Linked DNA regions of Mus musculus: regions 2 and 3 are each linked to region 1. A link is a contact called in public HiChIP or PLAC-seq and capture Hi-C data. All regions are on one chromosome and are shown on one strand. The core of a region is the stretch at or near the end of the contact, and the rest is flanking DNA. Distances in the headings are between cores, read along the strand shown.

Region 1 (3,203 bases), core at 296-2,795:
TTGGGAAATGTCAGTTATTAAAATGTGTGGCACCACTGTTTCATGGTCCGGATCCTGTATACTGTATTTGAATAAACATTTTCACTAACTAGATGAAATGTTAGAGAATTTACTTCCAAAATTAATATGACCATATTTTATGAACTATCAAAGTGCTCAGAACTATCTTTTTTTTAAGTACAAAACTAAGCATCTTCTTTATAGCCTCTTGATTTTCAAAGATTATTTCTTTTAGATATTATAGTAATTTCATCATTTCCCTACTCCTTTCTCCCTCCAACCCCTCCCATATGCCCCTCTTTGTTCTTTTTTCAAACTTATGCTGTAATGCCCCAAAATTAAACTTATGCTGTAATGCCCCAAAATTAACCTATAAACCCCACCTGGCTCAGAACCAGGTAACTCCCTGAAATGTCGGGAATTGTAATACATGGGAAACACCAAAGCCTCACAGGAAAGTATGGTGGCCTAGACGTTTGTCCTTACAAGCCCCTGCAACATGTGGCTCGTTGTTGCCATTCCAGCTAGGAAAGTCTGGGGAGTGATCATGACCAAAGGATACCTCTCGGTCAGCATTTAATATATTCAATACATGATTGCTTTAAAATTGGCTCAAAACGGTGGAGTCAGTTTTTCTGGGAAAGTGCAAGATTAACAGTATCCTTTTTTAAATATATATAACTGTTGTTACACACATATATGTATATAACAAGTAACATTATACAGACTGAGCAGGCTGTAACTATGTGTTTAGGAACAATCAGTTTTTAACATCAAAAGGTTTGTGTTATAGTAAGATCATTAAAGTTTTACATATAAATAATAAGCCTATTATTGTTCAACTTTGACAATTATAAGTGTTGGTATTCCTTCTAGGCTCCATCTAACAGTTACTTGGCAATAGCCAGGTAGTCCTGGCTTGCTATAAAAGAGGCAGTTTGCTTCCTCCTTGCTCTCTCTGCCTCTCTTTCTCTTTCCCCCTTCTCCTCTCTCTGCACATGTTCCTTATCTTCCCTCTCCCTCTCCTTCCCCTCCCCATCCGCCCCCCTCTCTCATCCCTTCTCAACTCCCCTTTCCATGCCCTAAATAAACTCTATTCTACACCATACTTGTGGTACTGCTGGTAACTCAGGAGGCAGTGGTGCCTCAGCATGGGCCCAATGAAGCACTCTTCCCACCTCATCATACCATGCTCTACAAAACATATACTGGTCTTTTTATAAAAGACAACAATAAGAGCAATACATCTTAATTTATTTTACATTACATTTTTAAACTCATTTTCAAAATGAACATAATGTTTCCATATTTATTTGTACTCTCCCTCAGCCCTGAAGCAGGCTGATCCAGACTTTGACCTTGCTGCCACTAAGAAGGAGATTACCTAGGGTGGAGCCTTCTGACCTTGATGGCTCTTTTGTTCTGTCACCTGCCACTGCTCTCTCCAAGACACTGCTACCTGCTGAGAAGCCCCTGAGATATTCCAGAGGAACACCCTGTCCTACAGGTCACCTACTCGCTGGCTCCAGAAACCAAGAATGGACTGTTGGGGGATGGGCCTTCCTCCTTGTAAGCACTCTCTTAGTAAACTGGTGAACCTTGAACAGACTAGCATGTCTTGGTTCCATTATTTCTCGACCCGCCTAGGTTCCCTCTTCTCTTTCAGCTCCAGGTTGCCTCCCAGGCTCAAACCCGGACATGAGAGCCGCAGGCCGGCCCCACCATTTATTCACCATAGTTCAATTTATTCCTTTCTGAATATGTACAAGGCACTGTGTTAGAAGCTGTACTGGATACAATGTCTTTGCTTCCAATATAGTAGGAACAAAACTGTAATAAACAGAATAAATATTTGCTTGACCATGGTACTTCATTTTTTTGCACACATAAGAAGATCTAAACTGTATAGAATGTGAATTTAATATTGAGTAAGTCAACCTCTCAGAGTATCCATTATTTTGCTTGTAAAAATCAGAGAAAAAATGTTATTAGTATCATAAAGTTGTTATGAAAATGAGTGTGATATGAATGTAGCTCATAACCAGCACCCTATGTTAGTCAGTTGTACTTGGAGTGGTCATAAAATAGTTGTGATTTGGATACTGCACCTTTAGTCACCTCTGGTGAAAGACACTCAGTGCCTTAAAGAATTGTATTCAGATGTAAAGAGAGTAGGAATGAAAAGGATTAATGTGGTAAATCCTAAGACTTTGGAAGATACTGAGAGACAATGGAGCAGGGACAAGAAATTCCTACTCTTTAATGAATTGGAGAAAAAATGATTTGTGACTCCACAAAGAGGTGAGAAACACAGAAAGTCAGTGGAAGACTACAGTTATCAGCAAAATGTTAGAGACTAATAAAGATCCAGGGATGGGTTAAGGGGGACCCAGCTTCAAAGGGAATTCCAATGTCCCAAATTCAAAAAGGCAGTCTAAACATACAGAAATGAGCCCAACCTGGAAGATCAAAAGGATTTCTGGTGCTTAGACAAAGGTTGCATTCCTTGGGAACTTGTAAAACTTGTTTACTTCTATCTTCCTTACCTCCAGCATAGGGATATACAACTCTCCAATTTACTTATTCCTCTGGTGCCTATCAGCATATCAAGGTCCACGCTGGCCTCTTAGCTCTCTCACTCCTTACTCACAATACTTCTCAAAGCCTCCATGTCAGTCTTTTGGCCCTTCCATCCCCCGACCTACTCACCCTCCTTAAAACCCTCACTGTATACTTCTAGCCTACTGATCATTTTTCAAGTTTCTCTTTTCTGTAACTTGACACGAGTGAATGCTAGGTGTTTACAGAAATGTGTTGTTTTATTTTTTCTAATATGAAGATTTCAATACAGATGGCAGACAGTGATCATTGTTGATTTCAGTACCTCTGAAACCCGTGACATCACATAGGTGGGAAACCCCCCCCCCCCCCAACACACACACACACCTGTTGCCAAGGCATCAGCCACCATATTCCCAGAATCTACTTGGCTCACCTCAAACCTTCACCTATGATTATGTCATCAGCCATATATAAAGAAAGCCCCCTCCCCCATCTCTCTCTCTCTCTCTCTCTCTCTCTCTCTTCCTGCCTTCTCTTTCTGCTGCCATATTGCACATATCTCTCCCAATAAATCTCATGTGGAACTGTTTGACCTGGTGTGGTCCTTCTGAAGCTGTTCCACAGTCAAGATCATAACATTG
Region 2 (3,203 bases), core at 233-2,732, 740 kb after region 1:
AGCAGTCCCTTTTATAGTGGGCCAGGCCTACCTGACTGATGCCAGGTAATTTGTAGGGAGGAGCACACCTGGCTGTTGCCAGGTAACTGTGGGGTGGAGTTTAGACAGAACGCTAACCGCAGCCTTCCCCCTGAGGGACCAGCCATATGGCGGGTAGTATAGAATAGAGTTTATTAAGATCATGGAGAGGGGAGTTAAGAGGGTAGTAGAGGCAGAGAGAGGCAGAGAGAGAGGGAGGGAGGGAGGGAAGGAGGGAGAGAGAGAGAGAGAGAGAGAGAGAGAGAGAGAGAGAGAGAGAGAGAGAGGAGAAATAAAGGAGTAGAGGCCGGCCATGAGCAGGTAGACAGAGGGGGTAAGGGAATGGGGAAAGGCAGGAACAGGAAGGGAAGAGCAAGGACAAGGGAGGAGCAAGAGAGCAAGGAGTGGGCAAGCAACTCCTTTTATAGTGAGTCAGGCACACGGGGGCTTAGACAGAATTCTAACAGAGGATCTAGTTAGATGTCATTTATTATTTATCAGGACTGGTGACAGAATAAAGGCAGGAGAGCAGCTTTCTTATTGCTATGCTGGCGCCATTTCCCCTGGATCTTTATTTATAAGTTTGATAACTACATCAAATTAGGCAGATCTATTTTTAACTTTTGAAGAGCCTCCAAACTGTTCCCCAGGCCTGGACTAATTTACACTAGTTAATCTCCTCCCTAGCCTTTGTTGCTAATAGCCATTCTAACTGGGGAGGGGCTAATGCATATTTCGTTAGTAGCTAGAAACAGCAGACTCTTCTTACCTATGTTTGTTAGCCATTTGTAGTTTTCTGAAGACATGTCAGTTCAGAACAATCCTCTATTTTACTTGGTTTTTAATTGTGGTTGTTAAGGTCTTTTATTTTCCCCAACCAAAAATTTTTTTTGGATCTTACTGGCTTTCTTTTCAATAAATAAATAAATAAATAAATAAATAAGGTCTTTTATTTTCCCCAACCAAATTTTTTTTGGATCTTACTGGCTTTCTTTTCAATAAATAAATAAATAAATAAAAAAATATGTGAAAACCACCCAGTTACTTATGCCAGATGATTTAGGATTTAAGTGAACAAACTATTGTCCATAAGAAATAGGTGTTACATTTAAAATAAGCCTAGATCTCAATCAGAATCAAAATAGGATGCCTTTATTTTAATAAAAAAAGCAATAAGCTAATGCATGTTAAGTTAGCCTGCCAAGCTCTAGTGTATAAAGGTAGATAACAAAGGCAGTTTACTGCTCAGAACAATAGCACTAGTCTGGAAGAGTATTTGCATTTGAACTCAACGCCCCAGTTCCCATAGAGTTGTTAAGGAGAGTAGCCTGTGGGTGCCCACCCCCAGCTTTGGTGGACACCATCTCTATTTTCCAGCGCTATCAGCGGCTCTGACTGCCTTCCCGAGGGCAACAATGTATCTTCCAAATCTGCACGCGCTCTCTCTCTCTCTAAGCTCCTTGAAAAGATAAGGAACAAAGCACACTCTGTGCGATGGGTGTACCACATACAGAACTGCAGGAGCTCTGCAGAGGATTGTGGGCCTAAAATAAAGCAGCAATTTCTAGGAGAGCTTGGCGGAAGAGTGAGAAGCCCTCCTGGTGACTTCCCAGCGCTGACAGAAAAGAACCTCTTCACCCTCAGGCTGATTAAAAAAAAAAAATGTGTGTAAGCTCTTCTTGTTACTAAAATGCCTCCTCTAAGTCCTCCATTTTTTCTTTCCCAATCCCTCAGTTTCCCAGAACACATTGTAGTTAAGGTCTGGCCATCCTGAGTCCAGATTTGAAATTCAATTGTCTACAAAACAATTTATATAGTAGCAATCAGATTCCCAGGCTATTCCTCTTGGTGCCTCCAAACTCAGTCTCCCTGAAGGCCCTCTTACCCCATAATGTATCTGATTTAGAGAACATTCCATTTCAACTGCATTGCGAATTAAATAACTTTGGCGGGCTAGATGGAGACCATACCACCATTTATGAGGTCTCTGGGGTGAGGAAAATGTGGTTTTATTAATGAATGCATTTAACAAATGTCTTTCTGGACCATGCCTTTTATTAGATTACATTTTTTTTTAATTTAGTAATCCAGTTTCTAGAATGTTATTGGAGGAAGTTTACTTTTGCAACTGTCTGTGAAACATGCCATTATTTTCTATGGCTGCAAAGACAGTATCCGGAGCCAAAAGCCTGGGGAAAAAATAAGCCCAATTTCTAGTGGGGGATTAACATTAAGGGCGAATGTGCCAACATGCTCTGTCCACTTATCATGTATCATCTCCCAAGAGAAGTATGATGTCCAAGAAACAGATTGTCAAAGTAAAAAATAAATAAAAATTTTTAAAAATTAATGACATTTCACAAAACTCCTGCAAAAATAGCAGTGTGTGATGTGCCAGGAAGCCCAGGGAACAATCTCTCGTTGGAAGAGCTGTACCCTTGGGAAGCTTTGCTGAGTATTCTTAGTTTCGTTTCATATTCTGCTCTGTTCCAGGGCCCTTGCTATGCAATAAGATATTTCCATTTGTCATCAAAATGTTCTCTGGGATCTTTTGCTTTCCAGTTTGCTTTTGCTTAATTCCACCCTATTACACACAGCTAAAAAAGAAATTGACTATGTATTTTCATATCTGCATTCCCATTTAGAACATATTGAGCATCTTTATATGTCTTCTGATGACTTATTCTTTGGGGATTTATGCTTTCTTCTGATTGAAGATTATCCAGTTACTTATATTTTCCCATATGGAGAGACAGAAGCAAACTAGCAGAGCTTCGTGTGATCTTTCGGGTTGTGGGAGGGGCCACTGCCATTTCTGTATTCTAACAGATTGCTAACATTTTTTTGCTTATGAAAGTGACAACTTTTTGTACCGTTGCCACCTCTGGCTGTCCTTCATACTTTCTCTGTCTTTAGGATTTTATTATCTCGTGATCTTGGGAAAGGAAATTTCTTGGTTCTGATAGTGATTTCCCCCATCGCTTAATCTTTTTAAACTGTTTCTAATATTCCCACAGTGTGCTTTTAAATTATGAAATTGTGTTATCTTATAGTGCCAAGTTACCGAAGTTCTTGAAGATACTCTTGAATATTACAGAAAAGCTTGTATGAAATGGCTCCTCGTGCTGCACAAATCTAAATAAAAAGTATCTCAGTATAGCTCCCTCTGAAGTTTCTACTTTTAC
Region 3 (3,203 bases), core at 322-2,821, 650 kb after region 1:
AATTTTTTTTCTATGTTTGGTGATACAAGGAATCAAAAAAGAAATTAGCTGAGATCAGTAACCCTACAATATGAGAACAAATCTTCAGTAATCGATACACTTTTTTGAGAACTTCTTGTTAATATGAAACCTTGTCCATCCACTAAATATATCTTTAAAACCCCTGTTGTTGAAAGATGCAAAATCTGGCTTTTTCTCCTGTAGCATTAATGAACTAAATTAAAAATTATTTCACTAGTTTTTGAGCACCTTGCAAGCCAAAAAAAATAAAAAAATTGGCATTTTTATCTAATAACTGGGGGGAGGGGGACCTGAAATAAGTGTAACTGTACTCAATTATAAAGGAAAAATTGCTCTAGTATACCTGGAAGTTGGTATAAAAGGCTTCTTCATATACATATCACTTTCTATTATCTTTAAGGAATCAATAAATGCTTCTTTTTTAAGATTTTTATTTTATTATTTTTATTTTGTGTGTGTGAGTTGGGAATTGAATTTATAAATCCTCTGCTCGCTCCGGTTAGCCCCGCTCAACTCTGCTTGCTGGGATTCGGACATTCGGAAGAGCAGTCAGTGCTCTTACTCCCTGAGGCATCTCATCAGCCCCAATATATGCTTCTTAAAGTATAAGATCAGTTAGCCGGGCGTGGTGGCGCACGCCTTTAATCCCAGCACTCGGGAGGCAGAGGCAGGCAGATTTCTGAGTTTGAGGCCAGCCTGGTCTACAAAGTGAGTTCCAGGACAGCCAGGGCTACACAGAGAAACCTTGTCTCAAAAAAAGAAAAGAAAAAAAGATTAAAAAAAAAAAGTATAAGATTAGTTAGCCCTATGCTTTTTGCCAAAATGAATTATTCCTTGTGGTCTGGCAATCTATTTTCACCTTTACATTTACTTTTAAATGTTTTCTTAACCTGAAAAACCTAACAACTTGTCAATGGTGGATATTTAAGTTAACTTACTTGAATCGCTTTTTCTATATAGTTTTTTTTTAATCTTAAAAGTTCAGCAAACAACCATTCTTTGCAAAACGCATTGAGAAGTAGAAAATTTAAGTAGAAAATTAATCTGTAGTTTCATAAAAAACAAATTTGAGATTTTACTTAAAAGTTGTACCCATCATATGGTTTTGAGTTCTTCTGAGTCGTGTTTCACAAAAACCAGGGTGTCTCCCTTGGGTGGAAATATTTTCAAGTTACTTCCAGTATTGTTGTAGGATTGACTCTCCTAAGATGCCTAAGCAAATGTTTTATGGATAACCAAAAGAACAGACACACACACACACACACACACACACACACACACACACATACACACACCCCACAGCTAATCATTATTTTTTTAATTGGCTAAAAAAAATCTCCAATCAAATCAGGGCAATTCAACATTATTTCAGTATTACTAACGTTGGTCTTTGTGTAACGACTGTGACATCATGACAGTGAAGTATTCATTTTTAAGCTTTAAACATTTTACCTCTATGTATCCAATAGAAATACAATATGTAAATTAACCTATATTATCTGTATGCTGATTGGCTTGACTTCCCCTGAATGTCACAATCTCACCACCCAGCGATGAGGTATTTTACTGCTGTCTCGAGATCGAATTATTACTGTAGAGAGATATTTTTTTCTATTTCATTAACAGATTATTATAAAGCAATAAGCTTGCAGGAAGACAAGCAGACGTTTCACCTTGGGAATTAATGAAAGCGTGCCTGCTAGCTTTTAAGGGGTGAAGAGTGGGTAGTTGTTTAAAATCTTACCCCACCCTCGCAAAAACTCTTTGGAAATGGGAGAATCGAGACGTGGATGATTCTTGGGGCGTTCCTAATCACCAGGTGTCAGACTATGTGGTGTTTGTGGACTGGTGTAAGTTTCCGGTATTCATCATATTCCTGGTATTATTATTTTTTAAATGTCTAATAACAAAAAAAGGGAAAGGGGAAACTCATACACTCCACCGCTTTGACATCAGCAACCTATTGGTCATCCCAGCTTGGAAGAGAAAGGAGAGTCTTGTTGCTTGGGGTGGGATGCGAGGAACAGCCATGTAAAATCTTTGTACTCCTGATCCATTAGTCACGTTCGAGAAGGTAGAATGAGTGTAGATCGGTTTTGCACTTGTCGCCTGAACTTAGCCTCTCCTTCCTTAAACGCAGATCTGCGTGCCTTCAAGAACAGATGACCACTGACAAAGACAAGGCTGCCCCAACCCGCTTCCCTTCTTCCCCCACTGGCAAGATTTTTGACTGTGCTTAATTTTTTTTCTTTCCTTTTTTTTTTTTTTTTTTTTTTTTTTTTAATTTTCATTCTTTCTTTTTCTCTCCCCAGCTAGCGTGCCAAATCAAAGATCAGCAGGGGGAAAAATCATTTGAGAAGAATTCTACAAGGCGCATCCAATGCTTAGCAGGACCACCCTGACAGAGAAAGGAAGACGATGTTTGGGGAAGGCGAGGGTTCGGGGCAGCTGGGGCGGAGGCGGCCGTCCGCGGCACGGTGGCTTCGTGCGCTGCCCTAGGGGAAGAGGATGGGCCTGAGGTCCGGGAAGAGCCTTCCCGAGCCCCCCACTGCCAATGCATGCGGGGAGGGAAAAGTTCCGAAGCTGCCTCGAGGGAACAAAAGCCTGATTTGGGGCCGGCTGAACTGGACAGGACTTTGAAGCAAAGCCAGCCTGCTCCGGAGACAGGCAGGGGTTCCTGCTGGCTCGGCGGAGGCCGGAGCAAGCCTCGCCGCCGCCCTCGCCACCGCGCCGCCGCCGCCGCGGCCCCTGCGTTACTGGGGGAGACGGTGCCGCTGCGACAGGGGAGGACGCGGCTGGAGCTGAAGGAGGCTCCAACGCGCAGGCGCCGCCGAGCCCTGCCTGGATGCTCAGTCAAGGCACTCAGGAAAAAAAAATCAGCAATTTATAGAAAGAAGAAGCTATAGTCTGTCGGGATATCCAACACCAACAGGTAGGAGGATATACTCTCGGTTAAGTTTGGGGGAGGGGGTTGCACCGTGCTGATGAAACTGCAGGTTCATCAGGATACAGCCCTCCCTGAGGGTTTTTTTTTTTTTTTTTTTTTTTTTTTGACAATAAACTGCATAATGGAAGTACATTCAGACAATGCATCTTCTAACGCTTATTGAGAATTCGGTTTCTGGAAACCTTTGCAAAGCTGAGGAATATGAGACTGCGAATCACGGAGAACCCTTCCCTTG

The links. HiChIP or PLAC-seq counts read pairs in DNA pulled down with a chosen protein or histone mark. Capture Hi-C pulls out chosen DNA fragments and counts their contacts.
Region 2: a contact with region 1 is called in a capture Hi-C map of embryonic stem cells, with 5 times the contacts expected there. The contact joins two enhancer-like sites. A contact is called at or near these places in 1 of 484 Hi-C or Micro-C datasets (uterus), 2 of 115 datasets of contacts at active chromatin or transcription factors (both in embryonic stem cells) and 1 of 9 other capture datasets (embryonic stem cells).
Region 3: a contact with region 1 is called in an H3K27ac HiChIP or PLAC-seq map of embryonic stem cells, with 2.5 times the contacts expected there. The contact joins the promoter of Gpr85 here to the enhancer-like site in region 1. A contact is called at or near these places in 2 of 39 promoter capture datasets (the 3T3-L1 cell line and hippocampal neurons) and 4 of 115 datasets of contacts at active chromatin or transcription factors (embryonic forebrain, embryonic stem cells and forebrain).

Annotation. Positions count from the first base shown.
Region 1 is chr6:14,485,128-14,488,330 of GRCm38.p6, reverse strand. No RefSeq gene overlaps it. Among named protein-coding and RNA genes, the nearest start is that of Gm23013, 30 kb to the right of the region's middle. Within about 2 kb of position 1,545, at least 4 of the 459 cell types and tissues checked have an H3K27ac peak or open chromatin away from gene starts, as enhancers often do. A contact at or near this core is called in embryonic stem cells, where this site is marked.
Region 2 is chr6:13,746,365-13,749,567 of GRCm38.p6, reverse strand. No RefSeq gene overlaps it. Among named protein-coding and RNA genes, the nearest start is that of Bmt2, 70 kb to the right of the region's middle. Within about 2 kb of position 1,482, at least 27 of the 459 cell types and tissues checked have an H3K27ac peak or open chromatin away from gene starts, as enhancers often do. A contact at or near this core is called in embryonic stem cells, where this site is marked.
Region 3 is chr6:13,838,310-13,841,512 of GRCm38.p6, reverse strand. It overlaps Gpr85 (G protein-coupled receptor 85), which reads left to right and starts at 1,571. Exons shown (of 3, transcript NM_001330667.1): 1 at 1,571-1,871; 2 at 2,334-2,953.